2 separate regions of the Sus scrofa genome follow, and region 1 is linked to region 2. Evidence: chromatin contacts called from public HiChIP or PLAC-seq data. All regions are on one chromosome and are shown on one strand. Each heading gives the region's core, a stretch centred on a gene start, on an enhancer-like site or on the middle of the called end of the contact. The rest is flanking DNA. Distances are from core to core; before and after follow the strand shown. Region 1 overlaps RUNX1 (runt related transcription factor 1). Region 2 has its middle 89 kb from the start of CLIC6.

Evidence for each region. HiChIP or PLAC-seq counts read pairs in DNA pulled down with a chosen protein or histone mark.
Region 1: an H3K27ac HiChIP or PLAC-seq map of alveolar macrophages shows a contact between it and region 2, with 2.1 times the contacts expected there. The contact joins two enhancer-like sites. A contact is called at or near these places in 10 of 47 Hi-C or Micro-C datasets (adipose tissue, alveolar macrophages, embryonic fibroblasts and 5 more) and 2 of 2 datasets of contacts at active chromatin or transcription factors (alveolar macrophages and skeletal muscle).

What each region holds. Positions count from the first base shown.
Region 1 is chr13:198,457,804-198,461,138 of Sscrofa11.1, forward strand. All of the region lies in intron 4 of RUNX1 (runt related transcription factor 1), which reads right to left. Among named protein-coding and RNA genes, the nearest start is that of RUNX1, 180 kb to the right of the region's middle. Within about 2 kb of position 1,993, at least 14 of the 83 cell types and tissues checked have an H3K27ac peak or open chromatin away from gene starts, as enhancers often do. A contact at or near this core is called in alveolar macrophages, where this site is marked.
Region 2 is chr13:198,337,836-198,341,486 of Sscrofa11.1, forward strand. No RefSeq gene overlaps it. Among named protein-coding and RNA genes, the nearest start is that of CLIC6, 89 kb to the left of the region's middle. Within about 2 kb of position 1,861, at least 20 of the 83 cell types and tissues checked have an H3K27ac peak or open chromatin away from gene starts, as enhancers often do. A contact at or near this core is called in alveolar macrophages, where this site is marked.

The DNA of each region.
Region 1 (3,335 bases), core at 743-3,242, 120 kb after region 2:
CACACCTGATGGCCTCTCAAAGGTCTGGACCTGAGGTAGACCCAGTTTGAATGGGAACTTTCCAAACGATACATACCAGGTCCTGGCTACAATTAAAGCAGGTATAACCAAAAACAGCACAGGGTGCTAGAAGAATGTCCACCTCATTTGTTCTTCTATTTACTCATTTCCCAGCCATCTGCAATGTGGAGCACAGCGCTAGGCTGGCCCTCCACAGTCAAGGCAAAGTTTCAGATTCACAGATTCTTGCCTTGGGAAGAATCCTTGGAAGATCCATACATGAGGTTCAGGGGCCCTGAAATTTAAAATGGTGCAAGAATCTGTGTGTAGGAGTGCATTGGTTTCCCCCCAAGGATTTTCAAAATGATTTTCTGACGTTCCCAAAAGATTAAAATCATATTAGAAAAATCAGAAGGAAATCTGCCCCTCTTTACGACGTGGTAGAGGACACGGTCTGGCAGATTTCCTCTTTGGTTCTAAAATGAATGAACTAAAGCTGCTTTCCCTGATTGATTCCTTTCCAACTGATTAAGTAAATACTCCAAGTGGGATGACGCACTCGCAGATTTCATTGCTAAGATTTCTTCAACGTTTCTCAGCTGCAGCCATGAAACACTTTCTTATAACTGAAAATATCAGTGGAACTACCTCAACTGCAGATGTAAGCTGCCATCCACTGCTGCTAAGTCACGCTGCCAAAGAGAATTCCTCCTGCTCCTGACCTTCGATTTTCTGGAGGGCGAGGAGCATCCCAGAACGCGTGCTTAAGCATGAATTGTTCTGAACAACCCCAGGTGCCTTCAATGTCACCTCCCCTCTCTCCTGGGAGCTGCTATCTGGTCTTCCTTTGTAAAGGAACGGTCTAGATGGAGATACTGAATCCAAGAGGGAGAATTCCAAGGGTGAGATATCCCTGTAGGAGGCTGACGTTGTCAGGGAGAGAAAGGAGGGCAGGAAGGCAAAGGAAAGAAGACGCCTCAGCCTGCTGAAACCTTCACCAATATTTTGTAGGGGCCGGTCTTGTCAGCAAGCCCGTAAAAGCCGGATGGGCAGGTTTTCCCAGTTGCAGGCTGAACCCGAGGTTAGGAGCTGTGGTCCTGGACATGGGCCAGCACCCAGACAGATCAGTTTTGTAGAACAGAGAAAAACCCTTCCATGTTCAACCCCTGGCGATTTCTACAAGGTTTGACAATCTCCCGGGACTGGCAGCTGAGAAAAGAAAAGTCTTTTTTTTTTTTCCTCTACTCTTTCTTTGGAACTGAGCACCGAGCCCCTTGGAGGATCCACCAGACCCGTGGCTTTTTTGACAGAATGTGAAACTGGCACTGGAATGCTCGGATGAGCCAACAGCCAGGACCTTCCTGGGCCCCTGTGTGGCGTGTTGATGCCAATGACATAGTTTCAGACACATTTTCAAACACGGAAAATGAAACAGTGGAGAGTCTTTAATAAAATATTGTGAAACTTCTAAAGGACAAAATTCAGGGAGGACGCTTTAGACTAATTGTTAAAATGAAGGAGAATCATTTGCTCTCTTCCTAATGGGAAGCAAATTGCAAAAAAAAGAAAAAAAAAAGAAAAAAAAGAAAAAGAAAAAAAATCCTTGGCAGGCTTTGATGTTGACACTAGATATGAAAGAGTAAAATCAAGCTGTATTTTACAACTATGGGGAGAAATTATGAGACAGAGTCAAACTGGGCCTTTTGACAGCTCATTTTGTCTTGCACTAACAAAAGCAACAACAACAAAAAATCGCTCAAGATCACCAATACACGCAGTAACTGTAATTGGGTACAACATTCACTGTAGGTTCCTCTATTTTGGATTGCTTACTATCATGCGTGGGTAGCAGGCCCTGTTCAAAACAGATATTGTCCGTACATGGAGCATTTCAACTAATTTTCCTGCTCCAGGTTATCAGAAGACAGCCCAGCCTTGGTCGCAGCTATTTCACTCTGGGTTTTATGCAAACTCAAGGGCATACTGGCACGAATCAGGCAGCCAAATGCAAACAATCCACACCTTGGGGAAACAGTTCACTGTTACCCAAGTAAACACAAGCTCCTCTTAGTCACCCACTCAAAACAGAAATGGCCAGTGATGGACGAGAGACCAGCCTTCAACACCAGAAAAGAAAGCATGCTGCTTTCAAAATCTCACTCTTTATCACCACCAACCCCCTGGGCCTTGCCAGGAGGCACCACTGCCCTTCTTACAGGAAAACGTCGTTGGCATGGGCCATTAAAAAATTTCCCAACTTTCATAACCAAAACCTGTCCCGTGGACACCCACAGAGATGCATACTCTGATAATGAGTAGAAATCCATAGGAATTGAATTGAGATGGTTACTAGGCTGGGAGGTGTGGACGGGGCGGTCAGGCTTTTGTTTTTTATTGGCTTCTTAACCACTCTGCCAGCTACTCATATGAAGCCCTTGAGATGTTTTCTAAACACACATCTCTGAATCATAATGTGAATTCCACTTACTGAAAGGCAGGGACTTTTAATATAGCAAGTAAACCCATAGAATGACTTATGCTTGTATATCTTATAGCATCATTTGTGTTTCAATAAGTGGATATCATTTTCTTAACATTGTCCTATAATTAACATAATGATACGTGCTATGAACACATATTTTCAATCACGTTACAAGTTTTTGAAAATTTTCTCCACCTATGATTCTATTTTGAAAATGTCCCCGGCAGCTAAGATAGCACAAAAACAATAGCCAAAAAAAGGCAACAGTGCTTTTGCCCTCTTTCCTCTTGGACTAAACAAATTTCCCAAGAACATAGATTTTCTCATATTTCTGAATGTCTTTATAAAGAGTAATGATTACTCTTCTGTTTAAATGTCCACTGGATGTACTTTTAGTTTTTAAATACAGGAGCCACCTACTGTTATTTAGGTATTTGCCGTGTCTTTTTAATATACTCAAAATAACTTTTATTTGTAAACTTATTCAACACTATATTACAAAAATGAGATTTTCCAAAGAAATTATCGTATTTCCTTCAGTTAAACTGCTAGTACTTACTGCTACTTATAAAATATGACTTAGATTGTGTTTCAAAGAAAACACAATATTTGAAAATAACTGGAAAGCAGAGGAGTTTACAACAAGCCAAGATTCCTCTTTCTGCTCTAATACTCTGATAACAGGCATGGAGAGATAAAACTACACATAGAACGGCACTGATGAAATAGTTCCTGTGGATGGATAATCCAGTCTTTCATATTATTAGTATCTAAAATATTAACTGGGCCCAACCCCTCCTCCAAATAATAATAAGACATCCAAATTATATATAATAGGAAGGTCATATTGCCA
Region 2 (3,651 bases), core at 611-3,110:
GTGGGCTGGGAATGGCCTGCAGTGGTTCCCTAGGGCGTGGAGGGGTGGGTCCCAGTCAGCACACTTTGCAACAGTCGGAGAGCAGCTGAGAATGGGCACACTGGTCCAGCTGACTGAATCGCTGCCAGTGGAAGGGACCTCGAGGTGGGGGTCAGTGGGGACGGTGACTGGGGCGGGACTGGCTGGCTGGGGCTCCTCTCCTCTGCGTCCCCCAGAGCTCAGGAAGGTGAGGTGGGGCTGGAGAAGGAGTTTATGGCCAGGGAAGCTCAGAGATGGTCACAAAGGAGCAGTCAAGACCCACTGCGGCGGGGGGGGGGTGTGTTACAAACCCAACTAGTATCCAGGAGGATGTGGGCTCAATCCCTGGCCTCACTCAGTGGGTTAAGGATCCGGTGTTGCTGCAAGTTGTGGTATTGGTTGCAGATGTGGCTGGGATCTGTGTCTGGCTCTGATTCGACCCCTAGCCTGGGAACTTCCATGTGCCACAGGTGCAGCCCTAAAAAAGCAAAAATACATACATACATACAAGTTAATTGAAGAGAGTTCAGCTTGGGGACACACATTTCGTGTGCGTGTACGTGTGTGTGTGTTGGAGCTTTTTTACTTATTTAAAACATGTTATCTAGAGCAAGAAATCCCCAGACATACCAGCCCAGAGCCGTAAACCACGAGAGACCAGACAGCCTTCAAAATATGCAGAGATGGCAACTCCTCATGGGCGAAGCCAGTCATGGGTCTTCGAGCGGACTGAGCTGCCAGCAGCCCCCTGGGGTGACTGGGTTATGATGGGGGACAGTCCCGCAGACCTGGCACTCTGCATCTTGTCAGTGCTGGGCATGACGCCCTTTTCTGAGCGCTTTTTGAAGCTTTTATACCCTGCTGGGCTCTGGGCCTCAGATGCAAAGGGAGTCAATAACTCTGCAAAAAGTCACCAGACAATTTATCCCCTTGGCACCAAGCCTAGAATTCTAATCAGTTCTTGACTGCTTCAAAGTCTTCTTGCTTTGGATCTTCCAAATTGAAAATAAATATCGAGGGCAATTACCTTCCTTTAGCCCTCTGATGTTGAAGATTGGTTCTCATCCATTAATTCAAGAAACTTCTCGTTTCTTTGGGAAGGTATTGGCCCTTGGAACTCTTAACTCAGTATCAACACAGTCCTCTAGGTTTTGAATTTTTTTAAAAGAGAGGATTTATTATACTCTAGGTTAGTATTTTCCTATTTTGAAGAAGTCTTGATCATACCAGACGCTCTTCCAAGGGGTAAAAAAAAGCCGGTTTCTTCCTATTACTGGATGCCCGCTATCCTCAGAGCATCCTCAAGAGGGCAGCAAAGTACAACGTCTGGTCGCATTTCCCGGCTGGGGCAGCCCCTGAACCCTCAGAGCGGATTTGGAACTTGCCTCCCTGCGGGGTGCGGAGCGAGGGGTGAAGAGCAAGGATGGTTACTGGGTTACTGATCGCCTTCTTAGGCAGTTCTCTGGGCTCGCCAGGAAAGCACATCCCCTGGAAGGAAAGCCAGAGCTCCCCCAGTCTCATTTTCAGAGAGCTGCGAACATGACCAGACCTATTAATTACTTAATTGAGGTTCTGGGCTTTGAAGATGAAAAGTGGCGAGTTCTGCTGTCTCCAGTCCGGGGAGCTCTTTCTCGGGGCCCTTCTGAGTCTCGCTTTCAAGTTACCAGGTTCATTTTGGTGACCTTCTCGGGCGATAGGGATAACCCATCCCGCCCCTGTGGGTCAAGGGAGTGTTATCTCCTGAAACCACTTCCTTGAGCTCAAGTCACACTAAGCCGACCACAGCGTCCCAGCAGAGGGCTTGGTCGCACTTAGCGTGTGTCTCTGTCACCGTGCCCTGACCGAGTCACAGGCTCCCAGTGGTGGCTGAGAAGCAGCAGGGGATGCTGGCTCATGAATGACTCTGCTGGGCTGAGACCAACTGAAACGGGGGAGCCTGGTGGCTTTGTGGCCCTGCCTGGGGCATAGAGTCTCAGCCCCATAATTGACTGGCACCTCCGGGCACCAGGCCAGCTTGGCCTGAATTCCCTCATCCCGGGGAAGGGGACAGGGAGAGTGGGAGGAAGAGGAGGGAGTCGCCTGCACACGTGGGATAAAGACACAGGCAATAATGGAAACATTAAGCCGATGCTTCGTTTACAAACAACTTTCACATCCGACGTTATCTCGCGGGAGTCTCTGAAAGGCTGCGTGAAGTTGAGGACGTGCGTGGGAAAAGCGGCCAGCAGGATCCTGGAGCCACAGAAAGAAAAGAGTTGCGGGCAGGAAGTGAGGACCCGGAGCAGAGCGTCTTCCTTGAAAGCCCTCCTTCCTCCAGTCCGCCCTCCCACCCGCCTGTCTTCGGATTAGATGGAAACCTGGTTGTGGTTGGGAAGGCAAAATCCGAAATGCAACCATCCCCGAATTGGGACCCGCACCTCAGATTGGAGCCTTCTTGGGTACAGAATTTAAAATTAATCCTTATCAAGCGGGGCTATTGACACACCCTGCAGCTCCTAGTCATTCTTGCAGATGTTGTAAATACTTCTCCTTTGCATCTGGACTGAAAGGCAAGAGAAATCACTTAGGAAACTACAAAGTCCAGATTCACTACCGAGGGCTGGAGAGAAAAGAAGCCCGCGCTCCAGGGCGGGGTCTTTTCCTGCGCTGGGCGAGCGTGTTTTCTTCCCCAGCACAGGTGTCTTTTCACTGCAGCCCAGGGCCTCGCCCGATTTTGCGTTACCTGATGTTTTGAGGGCCTGAGCACAGTTTCTGTGGCTGGATTATTACAGCCTCAGGAGCAAAACCTTGACCTGCTTCGTTTGAAAGCACCCGGCACAGGTCTGCTTAGGTTGTCTTCCACGCAGGCACGTGGATGCGCCGGTGGACGGAGCGGAGACAGGCAAGGGGCAGATTCATCAAGATAGCTGTGGTTGGTGAAGTCCTTTTGGTTACAAACCACAGAAGTGGATTCTGGCTTATCGATTTAATCAAAGTGAATTGAAAACTGGGGATGCTCTGGAGGGAGACTGGGGTTTCACGGTTCAGAGGGGGTGTTGGTTAAGTTGCCCCTTCCTCGCTCAGCTGTCCCTCTTACCGAGAGATGCCCTTGACACCACAGGCGTCAACTCCTGGTGTCTAGGTTTGCTGGTCCAACCACCAACTCCCAAGAGCCTGGGTCTTCTAAGATCAATGGGGTGTGGCTAGAGGGTCAGTGTGAGTGTGTGTGTATGTGTGTGTGTAAGCGTGCACGCTCGACCTGAGGAGCTTTTCCAGGTTGTGTATTTCATATCATATACTTTCATGCATTATTTTGTATGAAACCCTTTGGGGAGTAAGGGGGAGGTCTTTTTTTTTTTTTTTTTTTTTAATACTGAATGCTGAACTCAGCAGGAGAGAGCCCTGAGCTCTAGAACTTTCTTCATTTAACTCTTTACATATTTCCTACAAGATAGCATAGTTTCTTTAAGGGCTATCATGTTTCTTTTTTAAATTTTTTTTCAGGGTCTTTTTTTGTATTTTTTAAATTATAGTTTATTTACGATGTTTTGCCAGTTTCTACTGTACAGCAAAGTGACCCAGATATATATATATATATATATATATATATGTGTATATATATGTGTATACACACACACATATATATACATACAT